Linked DNA regions of Mus musculus: all the other regions are linked to region 3. Evidence: chromatin contacts called from public HiChIP or PLAC-seq and promoter capture Hi-C data. All regions are on one chromosome and are shown on one strand. Each heading gives the region's core, a stretch centred on a gene start, on an enhancer-like site or on the middle of the called end of the contact. The rest is flanking DNA. Distances are from core to core; before and after follow the strand shown. Region 1 holds the start of Jade1 (jade family PHD finger 1). Region 2 holds the start of Sclt1 (sodium channel and clathrin linker 1). Region 3 holds the start of Intu (inturned planar cell polarity protein).

Region 1 (4,669 bases), core at 1,511-4,010, 1.0 Mb after region 3:
GACCAAAAGTCAGGGTTGCACAAGAGGATGAGGACACGTCTTCTCTACGGTAGGTGGAGCTTCTGTTAAGAGTCCTGGAAACTGCAGATTCATGGCTGGAGAAGGAGAAGGGCCTTCAGCAAATGTCCCTCATTGTGTTGGAATTCTCAGTTCCAGCTGGCGATAGCGATAGAGGCAAAACCAGGCCTTTTGGGGTTCTGTCTCCTTGATAAGAGAATTTAAGAATAGACTCAAATAAAAGCTCAAGGACTGTTTAATAAAAGACACCCCCCCCCCCCCTGCACAAGCAAGCTGTAAACCTCAGCAGCTGCCTGGAGAAGGATGGAGGAGAGGGAGGAGAGAGGGGGAAAGAGCTGTGTCATTGAAGCTGTCAGGGAGGTCAGACACGTGGCTGATGAGCAGCCCAGCCGTGAGGAGGTAAGTTTTAGAGAGGGAGTCAAGAACTCTAAATGTTGTATGGGGAAAGCCCGCAGTGTTAAAGGAAGTATGCTAAGAGAGAAAAAGAAGTAAAGTTATGTTTTAATAAATAATTTGAATAATTCAGAACAGTGGCCAGACATCACCCTTATGTGGCTGTAGGGAATGCTGGGAAGGAAAGTGTAAGTTTCTTATTAAAGGACTTATTATTATTATTATTATTATTATTATTATTATTATTATTATTACTCCCCTGACCTCTTTTCATGGTTTAGGGTGAGCTATCTTGTAGGGGTGGTCCTAGGATGAACTGAAACCAGGCCAACTGCAATTCTGTTCCCTTGGCCAGGAGTTTCTCTGCTCTCAGGAGTCTTCAACTAAATTCCAAGGGAAAGAGTTCTTTTCCTACTCTCTCCCCCACGTTCCCATGTCCTTTCATTCCGCCTCAAATCTTCAGATAGTAGTATCACCAACTGAGTGGGAGAAGACAGGAAGAGTCATGAAGTGGGAGGGAGATTAATCCTGCTTAGAGGAGGCTGAGCTTGGATGTGGTGTTTAAGAAGCCGCTGAAAATACAAAGTGAATACAGTGTCACAGCCTTTAATCTGGGTGCTCAGGAGGTAGGGCAGGCCGATGTCTGTGAGTTCAAGGCCAGCTTGGTCTACATAGTGAGTTCTAGAACAACAAGAGCTACAAAATAAACCTTAAAACAAACAAACAAACAAACAAACAAATAAACAATCCCCCAAAACCTTAAAGATTAGAAAACTAAACAAACAAGGTATAACTTGAAGGGTGCATATGCGCCTGGCTTGGAGGATCCTGGGACATCTCACTAATAATGGGGAATGACTTCGGGTAGAATCCTAAAGGAAACTGACATCTATACGAATCAGAAAGAAAATGGGCTCAAACTCGGTCCGGTCCGGGACAGAGTGTTTTTTTGTGTGATGTAATTTACAGCTCCTTCTGGGAAGCCAGGGTTACCTGCCCGGCTGACGGACTAGCTTAATAATCTTCAACCAGATGTTTTCTTTCCTTATCTTTCTTGTGTCCATTATCAATCATGTGAGCCAAACATTCTTTTTTTCTTATAAAATTTCTCAACTAAAATTACTCACTCCTTCTTTAGATTCTTTCCCAAATGCCACACTGGTCATGTGTGAGGCTTGGGCAAACAATCAGCAGGGAGAGGTAGGGAAGGAAACAGAAGAATGTCCGTGTTGTGGAAGTCAGGTGACTACATTTCAAGAAAGGGGGGAACGAACCAGGGAGATGCTTCAGCAGATAAAAGCACTTTCTGCCAAGTCAGGCCCCGCGTGATAAAGGAAAGAACCAACTTCAGCACATTGTCCTCTGACCGCCACGTGCCTGCTGTGGCACATGCGCACTCTGTCTGGAAAAAGAATAAATAATAATAAAAATTATTTTTTTAAGAACTACATAGCATAGACAGCAAAATTAAATCTAAAAAGATAGGCACGAGTATGACTGAACAACAGTATCAAATTTGGTGAGATCCAACAATCTAAGGATAAGAGGCTGTCCCAGCCTTTACCTAGAAGAATGTTGTATTGGCTGGGACAATGTGTGCCAACTTCTAACACATGCTAGAATGATCACAGAAGAAGGAGCATCCGTTGAGGAAATGTAGCCCTGAAATCCAGCTATAAGGCGTTTTCCTTTCTCTTTCTCCTTCTTTTCTTTTCATTTTTTTTTGGTTTTTCAAGACAGGCATTTTCTCAGTTAGTGGTCCATGGGGGCGGGCCCAGCCTACTTGCGGGTGGAAGGCTGAGCGAGCAAGTCGCTACTACGTAGTACTTCTTCTCTCCATGGCCTCTGCTTCTGCTCCTGCCCTGTTTGAGTTCTTGTCCTGACTTCCTTTGATGGACAAACAGTATTTTGGTCTTGTAAACCAAATAAATCCTGTCCTCACCAACTTGTTTTTTATTTATTTTTATTTTTGGGCGCGCGCGCGCGCGGAGGGGGGGGGGTTCATGGAGTTTTGTCGCAGCAGTAGTAACCCTAAGTGAGCTCAGTCTTATTATCTGTCTGCGGGTGACCCACTGGTCTTTCAAAAAGTGTGGGTGTACGCAAAATGGAGAGAGGAGAACTTCTGGAGCCGTTCTGCTCCACGTCGTCGTGTTCAAAAGTATCCGGAAGCAGTCGGTGGCCAGCCAGCCAGGCCAGGCGCCAGCCGGGCGGGGGTAAAGGCAGGCTGGGAGGGGCGTCAGAGCCTGGGGGTGGGCGGGTGGGTGCTGTGGCGTGTGGAAAGGTCGGCTCCTCCCACCGTGACGTGATGCCCAAGACCAGACTAAAGAGCCTGCCCGGAAGATCACCTGCTCTTTGGGTTCTAGAAGGCAGAAGACATCCTTGTCCGCTCGCCTGCTACCTCTGAGGAAACTCGGGGCTCTACTCAAAGTGCTGAGGTAGGTGGTCCACCTTGGAGATAGGTCTCGGGGAGAAGGGGGACACTGGTGAGGGAAGGGCAGAGGCTTCCAGGATTAGTTGAGGTAGGGGGGATAATATCCTGGAACCAGTGAGCGTAAATCTCAAGCCGGTCCGCCCTGGTCTGGGCTTTCCTTCCCGCCCTTTTTTTGCCTTCCTTTCCCTTGGCGCCCACCATTTTGAGACCAGATCTTTGGTAGTCCAAGCTGGAGGGAAAAAGCATTGACGTTGGGATGGATTGGAGCTTCGGTGGCCCTGAGCACTGGGATTGCAGGCGTGAGTTTACGGGACTGGTCTGCGGGACTGGTCTGCGCCATGCGATGGCTTTGGGGCCTGTTAGGCAAGCACCCTACCAAGTGGGCTACACCCCTGTCCCATGCTTCTCTAGCTCTGCTTCCACTCCAGATTCAGCCATCTTGGAACTACCCCAAAAGACTCCGTCAGGAAAGCCATAACGCTTAGCGGCTCATTCTGCTGAATCTAGCCCTGGATTCTTAATTCTTTCAAATTATTTCATTCCTCCGCTTCCCACAACCTGTTAATCTCTGCGGTAACTTCGAACCTAGGACCTGAAGCCCAGCTCTTGATCCAATACCCTTCCTCTCCCGTCCTGTGTATTTTCTGTGTATCTTGGATGTCTAGAGGTCTAGGTTGGAGTCATGTGGGGACCTTTCTGCAGAAGAATGGAGGCCTGTAAAGAGCCTGGTTTATCCATCTCACTTGTCCTTAGCTTAGAAGTCAGTATCTTTCAAACACGGGAAAGAATTTGAATTCTGGAAGTTCTGGGCGTCTTCCCTCAAGATGGCTCAGGAAGGCAAGCACGTGCGTGATGGAGCTCCCCTGCCCCCCTCCCTCGCTCCCCCCTCCCTCGCTCCCCCTCCCCTCCCCCCTCCCTCGCTCCCCCTCCCCTCCCCCCTCCCTCCCCCCTCCCTCCCTCTTCCTCCTCCCTCTCTCTCTCCCTCACTTTCCCCTCCCCCTTCACCTCCCGCCTCTCTCTTAAACACACACACACACACACACACACACACACACACACACACACACCACCCCAGAAAAAAGTGAGTGAATTGTGTGGCCGTCATACCAAGACTTGGGATCCTTCGCTTCACAAACATTCAAGTAAGTGGTGGACCTAGCTATCCTCAAAGCTTTTATCTCCTAACTCCTAGTTAGTTCTTCTTCAGGAGAAAGAAAATCTGTATTGTTTTTCTCATTTGCTAAGGAAGTAGGCTCATACCATTGAAGTATAATGTGGAAGAAAAGGAGAAAGTGGAGCTCTCTGGTAACGGCCTAAGAGAGCTCTTAGGGGTGACTACTAAAATGGACCCCAGCAGGCCCCTTGGAATCCTGGTCTGTGGGAGGAGGGGCCCACTACCTGGAGGTCTCTCTGATTGGGCCCTGCTCTTCTCTGCTTTTCCCTGTGTGCACCCTAGCCATGACCCAGGATCCCTCTGCATGTGGGGCCTCCCACTGTCTCTTCCAGGGACCAGGAGGGAGGAACTGATCTTGTCGGAGCAGCTGGCCACGCCTTTATCTAGGCTGGTTTGCCTGCGGCCTCCCAACTATGACCGATTCCACGCCAGACCTCCTTCATCTCTGACCTAGTAACTTGCAGGGGCCTCCGACCCAATCCCCGCCTGGTCAGGCCTTCATTTTTCACCCTCAAGTTCCGGGGTTCAGAAAGTGTGTTTGTCTGACTGTTATGGCCTAGTCCTATAATCTCAGCCTCTGGAGAGGCCGAGGCAGGATTGTAAATTCCGGGCCTGAACTACAGACCCACGTGGACATAATGAGACCCTGTTTC
Region 2 (4,695 bases), core at 54-2,553, 1.2 Mb after region 3:
CCTCTATAAACCTCTATGTAGTGTTCAAGGCAACTGTCTTGTTTTTAAACAAAGCATTACTACCAATTCCTCAATGTTGCCAATAATTTGGACACCTAAACCTTTCTTATCAGTAAACACATAGTGGTATGTCAAGATTCTGTCCAAATGGCATCTCCTCTGGAAGTAGTTTAATAACCGCATAATAGTCAATATTTGTTTAGCTCCATGTTAGTAGATGCTATTTCAATGTTTGCTCAATAATTCCATCAACTACTTGGAATCTGATGCAAACGAGTCGGCAGTTGCTGCTGCTTCAGTGTATTTTTGGTATTTATGTATCTCCTTCTGCCAGCTACATGCTTGGAGAACAAGAATCTCCTTACATCAGCTACATGTATAGCACCTGGCACGTAATGAAACATAGGTCAACATCTTTTAAACTAACGACCTGAGCAATGCCTGGAGGTCCTAACCTGCAGGCTTGGAAACTCTTCCTGGCCATCAGCCCTCCAGTTTCTTCGAGCACAACAGACGCATTGCATTACAAATCTATTTCGTGCCTGGCCGACTCCAGTGCACGCTCAAGGAATATTCTACAAGTATTTACTAGCGTCTCAGCTTCGTTAAGTACATACATAGCCTCATGTACATCACCAAGCATTTTGTGCAGAGCACTTCTTTTTAAGTTTTTAACATTTTTCACGCTGGGACCCGACCAGCATTCACAACACATTAGTAGGTCAACGATAGCGACACTGCACCTTACAGATGAATTTTCCATCAGGGAACAGAGCGCGCTTACTTTGGTCTCTCAGTAAGTCGATTTCTGTGGCCATTTCGATATTTTAGTTTGGAGTTTTCATCACGTTTATCGATTCCTCGCAGGGGGGAAAGAAGGTATTTCTCAAACAAGCAAGCAATCGAACAACAACAAAAAAGCAGCCTCCCGCTGTGAGGGCAAACAAAAAGCTAAGGGGTCGCAGGGGCAGCCGAGCCCTGGCGCGGAGACATCAGCATCCCACTCACGCGGCGGCGCAGCCCGGCCCGCCGCTCCGCGGAACCCAGGCGACGCGCCTCAGACTCCGTTCCGCGCTCGGCCGGACCCGGCCGGACGAGAAGGGCCGCGGAGCCGCGCGCGGCCGGAGGGCGCCGAGTTCCCGTCAGACCGCGCGGGAGGATGACCCTGCGACGCGCCTGGCTGGGCGGCAGCGTCCCCGCCGGCTGAGGGGCGACGCCAGGGCCGCGGGAAAGCAGGAGCGGCCGCGGAGTCCACTCGGCCCGCCCTGCGACTTTGAAAGCGGTGCCCCAGACCGTTCCTTGGAGACGGTGACGCCGCGTCCGTCATCACGCGTGCGTCGGTAGGCGTCATTGCGCCGTCTCAGGCGCAGGCAGGTGATTGGCTATCTGTCAGGCGGTGGGCGGGTCCCTGAGGCCGCGTTGGGGGCTGAGTGGGTTGCTTGGCGCCTTCCGCAGTGGCGCAGCGAGTGTCTGTCTGAGGTAGTGTGGCGCATTTTTAATTTAATTAATTTTTTTTTTTTTGTATGGAAACTGTGATAGGAGCAGGCACTAACTAGGTAGGGATTTTCATTGCCCACCCCCGAGTCTTGGTTTTGCAGACACTAAGCGTCTGTGGGAGTCTGTGCAGAGAGGTCTGTGAGTCCTCGGGCTGAGGTGACTCAAGGTCCCCTCACCCCGCCCCCCAGTTTAGAGCTGTCGCTCCTAGGTCTGAAACTGGTTCTTGTGCCTAGAAAAGAGAACTATTGTCCAATATTTAACCCTGTGGCTTCAAGAAGGCACCTGGTCAGGATCCAGGATAGCCTGCAAATCTAGCAGGTATTTCAGAGATGTTTCTTCGGATTTAAGGAAAGATAAAATTCTGCAAAAATAAAATGAAATTTGTACTGGGGCATAAACTACCGTTCACAGTTTTACGAAGTGATATTATGAGTATTTGAGCTGTAAAGCTTGAAACATAAAACATACACAAAATATTGGGGGCAAAAGACATTAGCGATAAAAAAATGCTCACTTGAAGTTTATCATTGGCTTTTGAGGCTTTTAATTGATTATATTTTTATGCATTGAAATACAGTTTCTTTAAATATGCTCAGGGCCTGAGATAGCTTGGTTATGAAGTGCTTGCCTGGAATTCCCCAGCACCCACATAAAAAGCCAAGCAAATCCCCTTTAATTTAAAGATTAAATGGCCTTTAATAGTAGTGCTTGAGAGGAGCAGACAGGATGAGGGAAAAGGGTGCTCTCTATCCAGCAGCCTAGACAAATTTGAAAGTGACTCCAGAGTCAGTAAGTCATTGTCGCAAAAAGTAAAATCAGGCATGTTAATAAGATTTTTTTTTCCTGTTTGATAATATCTGGTGAAAATAAAGGTAGGTTAAAAAAGGTGAACAGCCTTTGAGAATGACATCCCACTGATACTCTGCCTCAAGCTCAGTCCATACACAGCTATAGACGTACTCCCCCACGTGGACACACACAAAAACAAAACAAAAGGCATGTATGCCCTGGATGAAGTTTGGCTTTTTGTTTAACCGTTGAAGACGTTTAGTAATCTTGTACTCATAAAACAGTATCAACAGTGTTACCCTCATTCCTCTAAAAAGAGTCGCTGCTAAATATGTATGTGTTGGCACTAGCCATGCAAAGGGTTAGTTTAGCTTTGAATCAGTGAAAATTCAACCCGGTCTGGTTTTTAGTGGCCATAAACGTAACAAAAAAAAAAAAAACACACTGATTGTGCAAGCTCCATTTCTTTTTTAGGTTCACTATAGGGTACTTTCTGAGGAACATTTTTTATTGACTCAAAAAGATTTTCCTACATTTGGTAGGAATATATTAGGGTGAAGAAAGCCAAGTGTGACTTCTGTATTAAAATTATCAATGGTTTTGTCTAAACTGAGTAGTGAAATAGAACTTTGATATTTGCACTTGAAGTGCTTGTTTTTATATGATCATGGTCAAAATAAGCACAAGCCAGTTGAAGTTTCATGCATTGAAAACTAATGGCAGGTTTCACTGGTAATTTTAATAAATTGACACTAAACATCTAGTATTGACATTAAACATGCTAGGCTTCTGTCTAGCAAACCTTCAGAACATATGAAATAGGAATCTAAGTAAGCGAATTGGAAAGCTAGCTCATCACAGCAAGAATTTGAGCCCAGAAAATATGGCTTCAGTATCACAACCGTTGACCACCATGTGATATAAATTATGCTGAATGTTTTAATGTTTATAGCTAGCTTCTAATTGCAATAAATGAATGGCTACTTTACATGTTTTATTATAATCTCCAGTGATTTACTGTTCATTTTTCAAATGGTTTTATAATGTGTTGTAATGTGTTGCTGAGTTAGCCTTCCCCCTTAAAACAATTAAAAAGACATAAGCACCCAGAATTCAAATGGTGTGATTAAAAACCTTCAGATGTTCCTTTGTGTGTCCTCTCAACATTTTCACTGAAAAATCAGGTTTGTCTGTTTCAGAATTCCTAGTTCCTCCCTCTAGAACGCAGGAGCAACTGGGCAGAGCCTAAGAGGGAGCTCACTGCTCAGACCTGGGCCAGAGACCACAGCTAGCACCAAACTTAGAAGAGCTTCCAGGTCTGTGTCCTATCGGTTCCTATTGGTATGTCCTTTGAGCATCTCTTCAAAGTCTGTCTTTACTTGGACTGAAACCATTTGATAGTCCCATTGCCTCCAGCTGGCAGGTTCCCTGACTTTACTTTCTTCTCCCTCCTTTTCTTTTAGAAATGTGTGCTGCAGTGTCAGATGCGAACTAAAAAGCAGTATGGACTGTAATAAAAAATTAAAGATTTTGTTTTTTGTTTTTGTTTTTTTTTGTAAATGAAGGAACTTGGAAATTTTCCTTAAAAATCATTTTATTGAAACAAATATTCCTTAACATTTCTTTTAAACTTTTTTTTTTTGTCTCCCAAGCAAACGTGTCTCTCTTTTGATTTCCTTACGTAGAAATTAAAACAATTGAAGTTTTAACTCTTTTTAAAGTATAAGTCGAAGAAGATAAGCTAAAAGTGAAAACTACAGCTTAACAACCTTGTTTTAAGAAAGCTGCTAGTAAAACTGTAGTAGGCTAGTGATCAACTTGGAAGTATTAATTCTGACTGATGGTTCATCAGAGTGATGAAGGTTTATGAGGTCTAACATTAAGCGGTTGGACTTTGAAATATTTTCACCTTATTCATTTGTAATTTTTATTGTAATGAGCTCACAAATAAAATACATAACCGAGTTAAGGCAGCCTGTCAAACAAATAGTCCCACACTCCCAAAGGCTTTGCATTGCTGTGCAGTACCTTCAGAACACCCAGGGTGGCCTCATTCAGGGCTTTACCCTCTCACTACCAACTACGTTTTTATGTACTTCTCCACCATCAACAAACAAACAACCCCGCTCCCCCAAAAAAGCTGTGACAAAGTTGAGGCTAGAAAAGCAATTAGCTTACATCCTCTTCATGACTTGTGTCCTTTTGTCTGCCACTGCCTTTCCTCGTCACTTAGTATTACTTGCCCTTAGACTCCTTTCTAAATATTATACCCATACTTGAAGCTATTTCCATATGAACATGTATACATTAAAGTCTGCTCATGTATTTACCTATATACATTATACATAATGCAACACTACATGGACCCAGCATATTATATTTATGTATTTATGCATATTTATGCATGAA
Region 3 (4,748 bases), core at 389-2,888:
AAGGCACTTGTCATCTCAGAGGGGTCATGCCTCATCCCCAGGAGAAAGAAATGCAAAAGAATAGATACACACAGGCATTATTGAGTCTTCCCACTCAGCCTGTTAGCAGTCTGGCCTATGTGACTCCGTTTCTAAAAGGTTCAGAGAGCCTCCAGATCTATGAGTACATGGAGGGACTTGGAGAGAGACCACTGACAAAAGCCACTGAGACACCATCCCTTCTCCCATACCTCCCCTGTGAATCTTTTGGTCTATATTCTTTGTAATGATGTACAGTAAAAGGGTAACTATAAGAATTTTCCTGAATCTGTAAGCTGCTCAAATAGATTAGTCAAGCGCAAGGAGAGAGCTATGGAAACCTCATTTTGCAGGCAGTGGACAAGTAAAAACAAGCTGGGTCTCCTGACTGCCATCTTAAAGCGCAGGGCAGTAAAGAGGAGCAGTCTTGGGGAGTGATCCTCAACATGTAGGGTTTGAGCTTCAAAATTTCTGGATTAGGGTTCACTGGCTTTCATAGACTCTGCTGATGTTCACTGGATTAGGTTGATGCTGTTGATGTCCACTGCTTGCTTGCTTCTGGGAAGAAGTCTCCATACCTTTTGAGGTCACAGGCATTTCTTTGGTGATTTTTTTCCTAGACACAGAGTGATATTATGTGCATCATTTAGGCACTGTAACCTACTGTTGATAGTCCTACTTAAATACAGTCAGTGTGGTGTGATGCTTTGGTGGCTTGTCTTCTAACTAGTCAGCGACTATAAGTGACTAACAGGTGCGTTACATAGACAATGTACATACACCCAACAAAAGGAAGTTTACTACCAAGTGGGATGGAGCAAGACTGTGAGATTTCCCCACATAACCCAGAGTGATGCACAATCTAGAACTCGTTCCATTCTGGAACTTATCACCTAATACTTTCACACTTTGTCTGATCTTGGAAGATGAAACCACAGAAAAGGGGACCTGGAGAATTGACTCCTGAGGAGAAAATGTAGCGTGTTGTAATTAATGCTTAAAGTTCATTTCTTGGTTGGCTTTGTTGCCTGCTAGCTGTATACTCATTCTTAATTCATTAAGCCCTGTTTTTAAATTTAATTACAGAAAAATATTTACTTCATTGTATGCAAATATTTAGAATGGCTATGAATAGAGACAGAATGTAATTGAGTCAGCAATGGATGACACAAAGATAGCGATTATGTACCTAAACATAGTTGATGTAACTATTCACAAATCACAAATAAATTAAAAAAAAAAAGAATTGAGAGATTTGCATTAGCACCTAGAGGTGCATGGAAGAGGGTCTTTACCTCTAAGGTACTGTTTATCAAAATAAGACAAACAAAAACCGCCCCAAAACTAGCCAAACGGAATCTTTTGGATCACAATTTTAAAACATAATAGAAAAAAGAAAACAAGACAGTGTGCAAACTGTCAATATGAAAAGAAAAAAAGGAAAAGGGAAAAACGAGTCTCAGCCTGGCTCGTCGCGTGGAAGAGCGTGGGGAAATGCCAAACAGCAAAGAAGTTTGCACAGCCCCCCCCCCCCCAAAAATGCTCAGCGTCTGTACCGGGAAGCTTCCCCGTCTCCCAGGCAACCGGCGCCTCAGCCAATCGCAACTGAGTATCGGGGTCACGTGGCCCGACCTGGCAAAATGGCGGCGCTGCTGGAGGCGCGGCTGGCGGGCTCTGGCGTCTGAGCTTCTGCCCCGGAGCTCTCGCGACCCAGAGGATGGCGGGCCTTGCGAGGGGAGACTCGCGTGGGCGCCCGCCCGAGCTCCCTGGAGACCTGTCCTCACAGGAAGAGGAAGAGGAGGAAGGCGACTCCGACGCCGGGGCCAGCAGCTTGGGCTCCTACTCCTCAGCCAGCAGTGACACGTAAGGCTCCTGGAGACTGCGGGTCCCCTGCCCTTGCTCGCACGCACGGGGAGCGGGGAGCAGTTCGCTGGCGGGCTTGCTCCGGTTTCTGGATAAGGGGTGGGGGTGGGGGTGGGGGTCCCTGCCTCTGGTGGGTTCTGTGTCTGTGAAGGATCATTGTTGTGCTCTGTAGCACTGCCTTCTTACCTCACTGTGTCTTAGAGCATTCTTTAACATTTATTTTTATTATTTTTTTATTACATGTACCTGTGTGTCTTTGTGTGGGTATCTGCACATAAGTGCAGGTGCCCACAGAGGCCAGAAGAGGGCATTGAATCCCTGGAACTAGTGTTTTCCCGGGTTGTGAGCAAGCATGTTGGTGCTTGGAACTGAACTCCAGTCTTCTCCAAGAGCAGCAAACACACCTAACTTATGAAGTCCCTCTGCACCCTCAGACTCCTGAGTATTTGCTGGGGAGAGACACCGTACACACACTTTGTGAGGCAACTATTTAATATTAGGGAGGTGTTTTTTTCCTCTTGTGGAAATGATAGCATAAAGAGGAGCCTCACTATCAAGACATTCTCTCTGGCTTTAGGATAGTCAGGCTGTATTTTTCTGTTCAACCCCAGGGTTTCTTTTATTTCAAGTCAGAATTCTTGGTAATATCATAAGTAAGTTATTTTGAGTCACAGTATTTCAATTCTTAAGGAATCTATCCCTGTTGCTATGGATTAAGGACTTCTTGGAATAACTACTGATAACTTAGAATGATTATTAGTGAAAGGATTCAGGTCACTGTGTGCCCAAAGGCTGTCCATACTTTTAGGGGAACATCCTATGTGCAGTTGGAACTAGCAGTTATGAATAACTGATCATCTTCAATCAACAGTATGTAACACATTCTTTTTTGTCACTAAAAGTAAGGGGAAAACCTGCTCAAATCCACTCTAGAAGCTTACTACAGAGAGATTGTAGTCTTAAAACTTCACACAGATGTAAAAATATCAACTTTGTAAGCTGTTGTTGTCATCTTAAAAAATGATTTAAAACTTTGTGGTTGGTTGCTGTGGTAAGAAATTATGACCAAAGGCAACTTAGACCCCAGGTCAGGGTCCGTTATGAGTGAAGGGCTTCAAGGCAGGACCTTGAAGCAGGCCTGGGTTGCCATTCTACATAGCAGTACCTCCAATCTGAGAACTCCCTTCACGGCCAAAGCTGCAAGGCAGAAAGCATGGAGGGCACTGCTGGCTGGCAGGCGGGCGGGCAAGCTTATGCCTTGCATGCTTTCTTACCTAGTTTACGTGATTTCCCCACATCTTAGTCACACACTTTTATCCTAGAAATATTTGCACTGTTACCATGAACACAGAAACACTGACCTAACTCCTGAAGGGGCATCCAGCATACAGTGGGATTTTCTTGAGAACCTTGTAGGAAAAGTCGATGTCTTTATCAGTCATTTACCAGTCACTCCAAATATTCCAGTGTCCTTGTCCTGATAATACACTCTTACTGCAAAGTGTTTGGCTGGTTGTTCCAAAATTAAGATTTTTTTTTTTGGTCTGTCCTTTGTTGGTATGTGTAACATGAAGAGAAAATTGCTGACCTGCCTTGGGAAGGTTTTGTTCAAATATTTTATTATATTACGTATTTACTGCCATAAGCTACAGTATTGTGCAAGCTGGGCCACCCTGCTTTGGGAAGAACCACTCTGATGGAAGGCTTAGGATCATGAATCCGAACCTTTCAAATCAGAGAGATAAGACTTGCCGGTTACCCCTGTGGACTCCATGAAGCACACAGAGAGAGGCATATTCCATATCCTAGACTTTTAAGATTCCCGTTACTGACTGACTCTTCTTTTTGCAAGCTATTATTTCATGCGTGTTTGCAATCGAAATGCAGTTTGACCTACATATGATCATGTTAGTTTATTATTTGTGAGATGAAACTGCCTTAGGATAATATTCTGGTAGGGTTTTAAAAATATTTAATGTGTGTCTAGGTGTGGCTGTGTGTGTAAGTGCCTGTATTTGTGTGAGCCTGTGTGTGTTTACATGTGTGTGTGCCCATGTGTGTGTGCTTGCTCACAGTTGCCATAACGAAAGTATGGAGGTCAGAAGACAACTTGAAAGAGTTGATTCTCTCCCCCTACCATGTGGATTCAGGGCATCACACGTAGGTCATCCAAGTGCAAGTGTCCTCACTTGCCGCGGCATTCCTCTGGCCCCAAGTTGTTCTTTTAGTAGATTTATTTTAGGCTTGTTATGGTCGAGGGAGGCTTTAGATAGAAGATGCCATTGTGTCTAAACCTGGCACATGGGCATGACCTCAGGGGGCTTCAGAGACCAAACAGGGGAGAGGATAGGGTTAAGGGACCCACTGATGGCTTCAGGACTAAGATAATAAACGCCTTTCCTTAGCAGTGAAGCCAGGCTTCTCTGCTTTGCTGTGCAGTTCCCAGTTCATTGAAGCAACAGTGATTAGTTCATGATGGCCAGAGATGACAATTTTATGACATCAATCTTTGATTTTTTTAAAGTGTTTTGGTTTTGGGTTTTTTTGTTGTTGTTTTTTGTTTTGTTTGTTTGTCATTGTTAGTTTTATAACTAGGGCTGAGGGGCAAGAAGAGGGGTGACTGTGAAATAGATTCTGCCTGAGAAACTTCTACCTAAAGTAAGATTGGCTAGAGAAGAAAGCAAATACTTCCTTTGCATGCCTGAGATTTTCAAGTCACTTTACTGAGGCATATGTGCAAGCCTGCACTTCCATCCATCAGCAGGGCACATTATGGCTCACCCAGATGTTTCTCCACGTGTCTGAGACCATGCGTTCCCTCTCTCTCTGGGACCACTCGCTTTCTGCCACTGCAGGTGGCTTTGTAT

The links. Promoter capture Hi-C pulls out the DNA fragments that hold promoters and counts their contacts. HiChIP or PLAC-seq counts read pairs in DNA pulled down with a chosen protein or histone mark.
Region 1: an H3K4me3 HiChIP or PLAC-seq map of stem cell-derived neural progenitor cells shows a contact between it and region 3, with 4 times the contacts expected there. The contact joins the promoter of Jade1 here to the promoter of Intu in region 3. A contact is called at or near these places in 1 of 39 promoter capture datasets (pre-B cells), 4 of 115 datasets of contacts at active chromatin or transcription factors (astrocytes, large pre-B cells, pro-B cells and 1 more) and 1 of 9 other capture datasets (liver).
Region 2: a contact with region 3 is called in a promoter capture Hi-C map of pre-B cells, with 6 times the contacts expected there. The contact joins the promoter of Sclt1 here to the promoter of Intu in region 3. A contact is called at or near these places in 6 of 39 promoter capture datasets (the 3T3-L1 cell line, 3T3-L1-derived adipocytes, liver and 1 more), 1 of 484 Hi-C or Micro-C datasets (LSK cells) and 2 of 9 other capture datasets (liver and macrophages).

The regions. Positions count from the first base shown.
Region 1 is chr3:41,552,974-41,557,642 of GRCm38.p6, forward strand. Jade1 (jade family PHD finger 1) reads left to right here and starts at 2,761. Exons shown (of 11, transcript NM_001130184.1): 1 at 2,761-2,846.
Region 2 is chr3:41,741,211-41,745,905 of GRCm38.p6, forward strand. Sclt1 (sodium channel and clathrin linker 1) reads right to left here and starts at 1,304. Exons shown (of 21, transcript NM_001081411.1): 1 at 785-1,304. The coding sequence starts at 818. It overlaps D3Ertd751e (DNA segment, Chr 3, ERATO Doi 751, expressed), which reads left to right and starts at 1,408. Exons shown (of 6, transcript NM_001099785.1): 1 at 1,408-1,479.
Region 3 is chr3:40,539,129-40,543,876 of GRCm38.p6, forward strand. It overlaps Intu (inturned planar cell polarity protein), which reads left to right and starts at 1,639. Exons shown (of 16, transcript NM_175515.5): 1 at 1,639-1,881. The coding sequence starts at 1,736.